2 separate regions of the Anser cygnoides genome follow, and region 1 is linked to region 2. The links are chromatin contacts, called in public Hi-C maps. All regions are on one chromosome and are shown on one strand. The core of a region is the stretch at or near the end of the contact, and the rest is flanking DNA. Distances in the headings are between cores, read along the strand shown.

Region 1 (4,106 bases), core at 1,413-3,912, 160 kb after region 2:
AGTATAACTGGTAGTTAATGATTTGCTCTGCTTGGCTTGTTGGCACCTGAGGAGCATGGACGGTGGCTGGCAGAGTTCGACTTACATTCCTCTTCAGCAGCTTCAGCAGAAGCTTTACAGCAGCTTTTAGCACTATAGTTGCATGAAAAGGAGGCACTGGAATGTTGTCTGACATACAAGGATATCTCCATTTGGAAAATCCAAAATCATATTATATTTTAAATGTTAAGAACTCATCATAAATTGATTGTTCCTTGTAAATGCATATTTGTAGAAAAAGCGTATAGAAATGTCAGCTATTTCTATAGCATTTAAATCATGGGGAATTGTATTGAACTGCCAAATGATTAAAAACAAACAAAATGAAAAAATTGTACATTTGAGTAGTTAAAAGCAGAAGAAAAAATACTTTTTTCTTTCAGATAAGAGACAGTTGGTATTTAGTATTAAATAATATTTCAGTTGGCATTTAGTATTAAATTTCAAGGCCAGTGTGTTTGGTTGACCTTAGCAACAAATTGTTCAACTACATAATGTCTCATCCTTACAGAAGGGAAAGCCTAGCAGTTTCCTATGACGAATTTTTAAAAAGCTTTTGTCAAATGTACAGGGTTTTATACTTTTTAAAATATTAAAAACTAGTGATTTATTCTCTGCTGTGTTTATTATTTGACTTTCTCATTGTTTATTATTTGGACTTTCCCATTACTAATATTTTTAGTAGTAATTAGTGAAGGTTTCAAACAGTTAAGCTAATAATAAACCGTACAGAGTTGAGTTTTGTTAGGGTATGGACAGACATTGTGCTCTCATCTTCTGTGGCCTGGGAAGTAATTTGTCTCCTCCTGTGCAGTGGAGTGAAAGATAGCAGCACAGGGTAGTTTCTTGGTGCCTTTAAGGAGGATGCCAGCAGTAATTTTATTATTACTGTTCTCTGGTTTTCTTGGGGATGATACAGATGTAGCAGTCATGACAATACCTCTTAGTTAAAGAAAGGAGGGTGTGTGTTGCTTGCTCTCTGCACAGTTTAGTTCTTGTATAACTTGGTTAATCTCTGTCAAGACAGTTAAATCATTCAACCTCTGGGAGCACAAATGCTTCTAATGTAAAGGGACTTGTCCAAATGTAACTAGACTTTGAGGGAAATAACTTATTTCAGTATAAATGCCTATTTCAGAAATACAACTGTAATGATATAAGAATGGTAGTGCTTTAACCGTGCTGGTCTCAGAAACATGGCACTGACATAGCTACAGCTCGCCAGCCAGTTCGCTAAGGGAGAGAGAACCAGCAGTTGGGACTGGCCATAAAAATGGAAGGAGAGCATTAAATGTGGCCAAATAAGGTCAGTACTGAGTTACTGTCATGAATTGACTCTCTGCTTTCACCCTTTTCTTACTACGGGAAGAACTTATACATTTAAGGCAATGTGCAAACTTTTTTTGAAAAAACACTCTATACAGATACTGAAGTAAAATATTACTTTGCAATTTCTTCCTTTTTCTGAGAATGAAGAATAAGTCTGTGCATTCGTGATAGCAGTTTCCTGTCCCCGATGTATACTAATGCTGAGCAATAAGAGAATGTATACCATTTTTAGCTTGTCGAAGGGCCTGTTTAATTCCTCAGGAAGAGGATATGAGGGAGTGTGTGGTGGTGATTCTGAATGAATCATTGCACCGCAGTCATTTAGCATTGAGAACTTCCTATCTGTTTTTTGTGTGTGTGTGTGTGTGTTTTGGTCTTACAGCAAAATTGTCATTTGCTCGACTTTGATGTGCCACGTTGCTATCTAGGGCTTGACTTTGGACATGACGTACAGAGCAACTGCTCCAGAGTTGGTAGTGTTTGGATTTTGCATTCTGAGCAAAGATGAAAACAACTTCGGCAATAACGATCCTCCTTGAAAAAGCATCATGTAGGGGTTTTTAATCATATATCATGACTACCTGATACATAAGGAGAGATACCATAGTATGTGTGTATTAGGTCCTGCTGTCAAGTGTTTTCCATTTAACTCATACAACGATGTGTAGTAAGTAAACATCTAGTTTAGTACTACTATATAGTATAATAGAGTTTTGAACCAAGATATAGATTGTCTTTACAACTCTGGTCTTGAATTTTTATGACTTTAAATACTGTGGGGGGAAAGAATGTAATGGACTCAAGCACATGGTATCCTCCTGCATAAAGTTTCTTTGGGGCTGTGAAGAAACAGACGCTTCCTGAGGTTGGGCAGCAAGCTCGGCCTGATGTTATACTGTTGTAACAGGAACCATTAAAGCTATGGGAAGCGGTTATGGAAGACCAACGGTAGGTGGGGGAATCTGTTGCAGTAAAGAAACCCCGCAGCGTTAACGTGTCCTGTGACAAATAGGTCTTGTATTCTGTGCCACTCAGCACATTCAAATAAGAATGACCCTGTTCGCTGCAGCACCGGGACCGCCAGAGGCCTCTGGCGGCTGCAGAGGGCAGCAGCAGCGGCGAGGGAAACCGTTGCTCGCCGCCAGCACCGCTAATTTCCCATTAACACACCGTTAATTCGCACCTCCCCGCGCCCCGCCTCCGCGGGCGGTGCTGGGCGGTCTCCCCTCCCGGCGCGGCCCGCCCCGGGCCCTGCTTAGCTTGCGGGGCCGGCGGGCGGCGCTGCGGCGCCCCCTAGCGGCGGGCCGGGCGCCGCCCGCCATGGAGGAAGCCGAGGGGGCCGCGGAGCAGCAGCGGCGCCGCCGGGCGGGGGCCGAGCGCTCGCCGAGCCCCGGCCGCCTGGACGTGAGCTCCAGCCGCTTCGACCCGCTGCTGGCGCTGTACTCGGCCCGCACGCCGCTGCCCTTCCCCGGCGCCCCGTGCTTCAACAACCTCGCCGAGTACGAGAGCTTCCAGCGCGGCCTGCTCCGCCCGCGGGGCCGCCGCCCCGCCGCTGCCGCCGCCGCCGCCCGCCGCGGCCCCTCCGCCCGCTCCGCCCGCCGCGGCCCCGCCGCCGCCGACCCCGAGCGCATCCAGCGGCTCCGCAGCCTCATGGTCAACGCCGGGCCCGAGCAGGAGGCGGCCACGGGGGGAGCGGCGGCTCGGCGCAGGAGGGCACCGCGCAACGTCCTCACCAGGATGCCCCGTAAGGGCGGGGGGGGGGGGCTGAGGCGTGGGGGGGTGAGGTTTGGGGGGCTAGGAATGGGGGGGGCTGAGGTGTGGAGGGCTGAGGCATGGGGTCCAGGCTGTGGAGGGTCTGAGGTATGGGGGTGCCGGGAATGGGGGGCTTGAGGTATAGGGGGGCTGGAGCAAGGGCAGGGGGCCCGGGCTCGGCCACTGGGTGCCAGGGGGTGTGCTGGGGCATGGGGGTACGGAGTGAGGCGGGAGGTGGGGTGACAGCGGGGTGACAGGGTCAGGGAGAGGGACTGAGGGAGCTCGGGGGGAAATGGGGACGGCGGGCTTGGTAAAACGCCGAACGCAGAAATGCTCACTGGAGATGATGCTCGTTTTGTTGTGACATCCTCCTTGGTCATTTGGTTGGTCACATCCATCTTCTTAATGGAAAGGAAGGACGAGAAAGTGTTGTGCTTCCAGAAGTACCGTTCTTAAACCTGGAATCAGATTTCAGCCCATGGAGCTAGTAGTTAAGTGATAACCACAGCGTGAGCCCGCAACACACTGTGCTCTCTTGGCTACTAAATGTGCATCCTGGGGGCATAAATACAGCACTGGTGTTTCTACTGATGTGATGATAGAGCAGCGGATTGAGGCAGGAGGGAACTGTGATGATAAATTCGTCGTCTGTGGGGATGATACAAATTTCTTGTGTAAACTTCCATACGCAGTCAGGGAAATAGCCCCTGAACATAAGGGGTGCAACTTGTGGACCCACACCAAGAAGCAAATGAGATGCAAATTTAGTGCGCTTAATTAAAAATACTGCAGGTTTACTGGAGTCAAAATATCTCTTCCCATCGCCAACATCACCTTAATGCTCTTTATAAACAGACAAACCCCAAATGTTCAACTCTGAATGCCTAAAGCAGAACCTTTTTCTTGCTTAGACACCAAAACAACATATTCCTTTCCAGAGGTGCTGTATGATCCGCAATCTGATCATGTCAGTTGAGAGTTTTCCA
Region 2 (4,359 bases), core at 729-3,228:
GTCAACAGAAAGTAGGCATTTCTGTACTTTCAAGACTGGTTATAATTTATATCCAACAAAATTAAAAATATATAATTTTAATCTATTTAATTGTTTAGATTCCTGACAGCATCTCTGTAAGAGAAATTACACTGCATTACATATATAAAAAAGCAATTCTTAAGTTGTCTTAAATACAGTTATATACTAAAAAGCTAGAAAAGAATGTATTTCTCAGACTTGCCACTGATTTCATTTTTAATATCAAATTATACATTCCTGAAAAGACCCACTGAAAGTGTAAACAGCCATTATGTATTTGGAATGGTGGAATTGTCAGTTTCAATTTCTGTCAGTCAGATCCCTTGCTTCCATATCTTAAAGCAATTAAAAAAAAAAAAGAAGCACACCCAAAAAGGCTGCAAACAACAAATGGATATAAGTCAGAAAAAATAACTTTAATATGTGGCTTCCACATCACATGAATCATTTAACAAAAAGCACACTTTTTTTTAACAATGCACACACAGTTCACAAAATATTAAACATTTTCATCTGCTTAATCACTCACAACCTCCCCCCAAGAGGTGCACTATAAATGCTTTGACTGCTTGTATAACAGGAAAACAAAACATAACATAGACCTTCAGAATCTATTCTGCTTCTCCTTGTAGTGAGCTAATGGAAGAAGCTTTTTCATGTCATTTCATCAATAATGCTACACATAGCTGCATCTTTGTCTAAAACCTGATCTCTCTTGCAACCAGAACGCTCTCTCTGTTTTTCACTCTGTCCAATGCAGTTGTTGCCATCATCAGTGTCCATTGGTTCTGTTTTCACTCGCAGTCCTCCCTCTGAGTGAGGCAGGTCATCAGGCAAAGAAGCCAGGCAGTTCTGAATCATCTCCACAACTCGCTCTAAATGCTTCTGAAATCGTTCTGCAGTTTCCAAACGCTGACGTTTCTGCACTTCCATCATGACTCGCAAGGTCTCCCTAGCTTGGTGAGGACGGTACTCATTTATAAGATGATGGACATGAACAAAGAGCAGTTTCAAGTCCTCCAGTTTCTCTTCTCGCTTTATACTCCCTGGACTCCTTATCAAGATATCCAAGAGATCCAGGAAGTTGACCAGGATAGACATATTAAGCTTTCTTAATTCCTTCTTGTGATCAAACTGCATAGGATGCAAGCGTTCAATACCCTGGCTTTCCAAGGGTCGGATAATTAGATCATCACACTGAAACTGATTACCAAACATCATGTAACTGTCTTTCACAGGCGGAGGTGGCTTTGGTGCCAGGCCTTTACGGATATTTTCATCAGTATATTCTTTTATATATTGCATTGGAGGCGGAGGAAGAGCACTCACTTGCTGGGGCTCACCCATTTTTGCCAGATGAAAGTACCTAGGGAATGCCAAAGAAATACATGTTATACAGACTGCGTAACAAACCTATAATATAAATAAAGGTACTGTGTGAGGGCTACGTTGAGGCAACGCACCAAGCAGAAGCTGTCTCGGTGTGGATAACACACGGAGCTCCCCCAATAAACCCATGTTAGCTCTTCACTGAGATATACTCCCACCACAACTACCCTCACGAGAGGCACATCAAGCACTCGCCTCTCAGCCCGCGCAGAGCCAGCCTGCACACAGCGCAGCCACAGGAAGAGGGGGGACAGCCCTTCCCTGGCCACGGCCCGACCCAGGAAGGCGGGGAGCGGTAGCAAACAGCCACCGGGAGGCAGGCCCGGCCCGCAGGGCAGGGGGCGGCCTCCACACCGCAGCCCCGGCCGGGCCCTGACAGGCCCCGAGGCGGCGGCGGGACGGAGCTGCCCGGCCGTTTGCCCTCACCTGCGCGCCGCGCTCCCCTCAGCCTTCCGCCAGCACCGCGCTTCCGCCGGCACCCCCTTTTGTTCCCCCTCCCAATTGGCTTGCCGAGCGAGGGCTGGGAGAGCGGCGCGCTCTGATTGGTTGTTCCGAACGCCGGTCTGAAGTTTGCTCCATTCAGAGGCAGCGCTCTCTCGGGAGGCGGTGCCGATCGGTGCCTGGGGCGGGGCGTCGCCATGGAGGGGGCGCCATGTTGGGGGCTCGAGTGGCTTCCGTAGGCCTGAGGTCCTCTCAGAACTTAGGTGTGCACCGACTGGTGCTTGGTGGCTGCCACCCCAAAGCAGCAGGGACTGCTTGGAAGGAAAATACTTAGACTGCGATCTCCAACAGAATTCTGAGACTTTAACCACTAAATTATGTGGTGGTCGTACATAGTGCTTCCATGCGTCAGAAACTTCGGTGTCATCCCTGGTCACGAAATAAAAGCATTTGCTTGGAAAGTGTTTGCAGTGTTCCTTTATCTAAACATCCAAGCCTGAGTACATAAAGGCTGTCACAAACAGCTGGGCTCCAGTGGTTTTCTTTCATTTTCGTTCCACGAAGAGCTGAAGGAAAAAAATGTGGATTTATATTTTCCACTTTGTGGGTCTTGGGCAGCGGGGCTCGCTGGCATTGCCTCTGCAGGAATTTCTCCCCGAAATGGCCAACTGAAAAAGAGGAGGTTTTGACACCTGGGCATTTATGTTCTGTTCCTTCTCTTCCTCGGCAGGTGGCAGTAATATCCTTGGTTTTGCAGGAACCCGTTGTGTATACATGCAGTATCTTTTACAGAGTTTCTTTTCAAGATCACTTTTGGGGAAAAAAAAAAAAAATTGATTATTTTATTATCCCTTTGGATCCTGCCAATTATTTATAAAACAATGCAAAGAAACTTCAGAATTGTTAATTTGACTAGAAAACCTGAAAACATTTGCTGCTTACATTTTACTGATTATCTGAATGTTGAAATAGTCCGAACCAAAAAACACACTCTACAGCTGAGGCAGGCCTGATGATGAGTGCAACCCCTTGGCATCAAAAGAGTCTGGCAAACTATATTTTCGCAGAAATGAACCCCGTTGTGACATTCATGATTTAGCGAGAAGGACAGTGTCTGTCATGTGGGAAGGAAGGGTGGTCTTCAGTGAACTTACTGAAGAAATCTCTCCCATTATGAAGGTTGATGCCCTTATTCTTTGGAAGTGCTGTATTAGTATTTACACATATTCAAAGATAATCGCTGATGACTTCAGTTACCTAGTCAAGTATCTGTTGATTACTCAGTCTGAGTTAAAGGTTTGTTCCTTGACTTTTTTCTGTATTCACAGACTGATGTCATCAGTGTGGTTATAGTTTAGTATTTATCTACATGCATATATGCATGGATATGGCCTATGTCGTGTTTACAGATATAGACCCAAGGATTTCTTGGGTAAATGGGCCTCAATTTAGGCATGTTGTCCAAAGGAGGATATTCTTGCCATTTGGAAATGACTTACAGTTTTGATTTAGGAAAAACTGACACTAAGTTGGTTTGGGCGGAATCTGCATTTGTCAATAATCTCTAGACTTCCAGATCTGATGTTGTCTAATACCTGAAGCAATGTCTTCACACTTTCTACCCTGGATGTCAATACTTCTGCTTAAAATGTGAAACAAAGCTCTTTACATTAAGGATTTTGTGGTGCCCCAAGACGTGAATTAATCTAGTGTTCTTTTCAGGAACAGATCCATAATGACTGAAATGTGATGAGCATTGAGTAGTGTAAGCTCTGAATGGATTGTTCAGACTCAGGAGTTTGAGTACAGAAAGCTCTTATTCTTTGTGCATAAATATCCTAAAGGCCAGCCATGCTGGGCAACACAATGCAGAAGTAAAAAAACAGTATGACATGGTTTGGCCATGTTGCTTTCTGTTTTCAGCACTTCAGCACTGTATCTGGGGAAACCAACCTTCTGAAATGTATGATATGTGCTAGTATGTAACTTGTTAGTAAAAGCCACCTTTAAGAAAACTGGTCATTTGGTTCCCAAATAAATACATACTTAAATAATAATAATATTTAAAAAAAAAAGTTAAAGAATGAAGAAGTTTAAAAAGTTGCCACCATTCACCACTTTCCTATCATAGCTATGGAACTTATGGCCTCCATAGACTGACGGGATCCTTTGGATGTCATGCTTTGAGCTGGGACTCTGGTAGTCTCTCATGCCACAAGCTTGCTGTTTGGCATATACCAGTCATTCAAACTTTCCATATTAAGCCACAAGGTCCTTTGGGCTTAGCAGGAAGATTTAAGAAACCTTTAATCTTCACTCATAACATCAGAATACTCTACCACATTACTTCTTTCATCAGTTTGTGATCTTGTCAGTTGAGAAGCTAAACAGTTCGGAGCAGAAAATCACGTACCATCAGCAAGGGGGGATCCAAGATTACTTATCTTTTTTTTTTTTTCCTGTTTTTGTTTTTGTTTGTTTTGTTGTTTATTGTTCCCATATGGTGGT

Evidence for each region. Hi-C and Micro-C count contacts between places; a contact is called where the count stands out from the background.
Region 1: a contact with region 2 is called in a Hi-C map of liver, with 2.3 times the contacts expected there. The contact joins the promoter of LSM11 here to the promoter of MED7 in region 2. A contact is called at or near these places in 2 of 7 Hi-C or Micro-C datasets (both in liver).

What each region holds. Positions count from the first base shown.
Region 1 is chr14:8,205,674-8,209,779 of Taihu_goose_T2T_genome, forward strand. It overlaps LSM11 (LSM11, U7 small nuclear RNA associated), which reads left to right and starts at 2,663. Exons shown (of 4, transcript XM_066977305.1): 1 at 2,663-3,112. The coding sequence starts at 2,689. It overlaps THG1L (tRNA-histidine guanylyltransferase 1 like), which reads left to right. Exons shown (of 6, transcript XM_048057451.2): 6 at 1-654.
Region 2 is chr14:8,043,922-8,048,280 of Taihu_goose_T2T_genome, forward strand. It overlaps MED7 (mediator complex subunit 7), which reads right to left and starts at 1,979. Exons shown (of 2, transcript XM_048057239.1): 1 at 1,837-1,979; 2 at 417-1,387. The coding sequence starts at 1,368. The coding sequence ends at 676. LOC136786398 (a long non-coding RNA gene) reads right to left here. Exons shown (of 3, transcript XR_010824947.1): 3 at 2,187-2,661.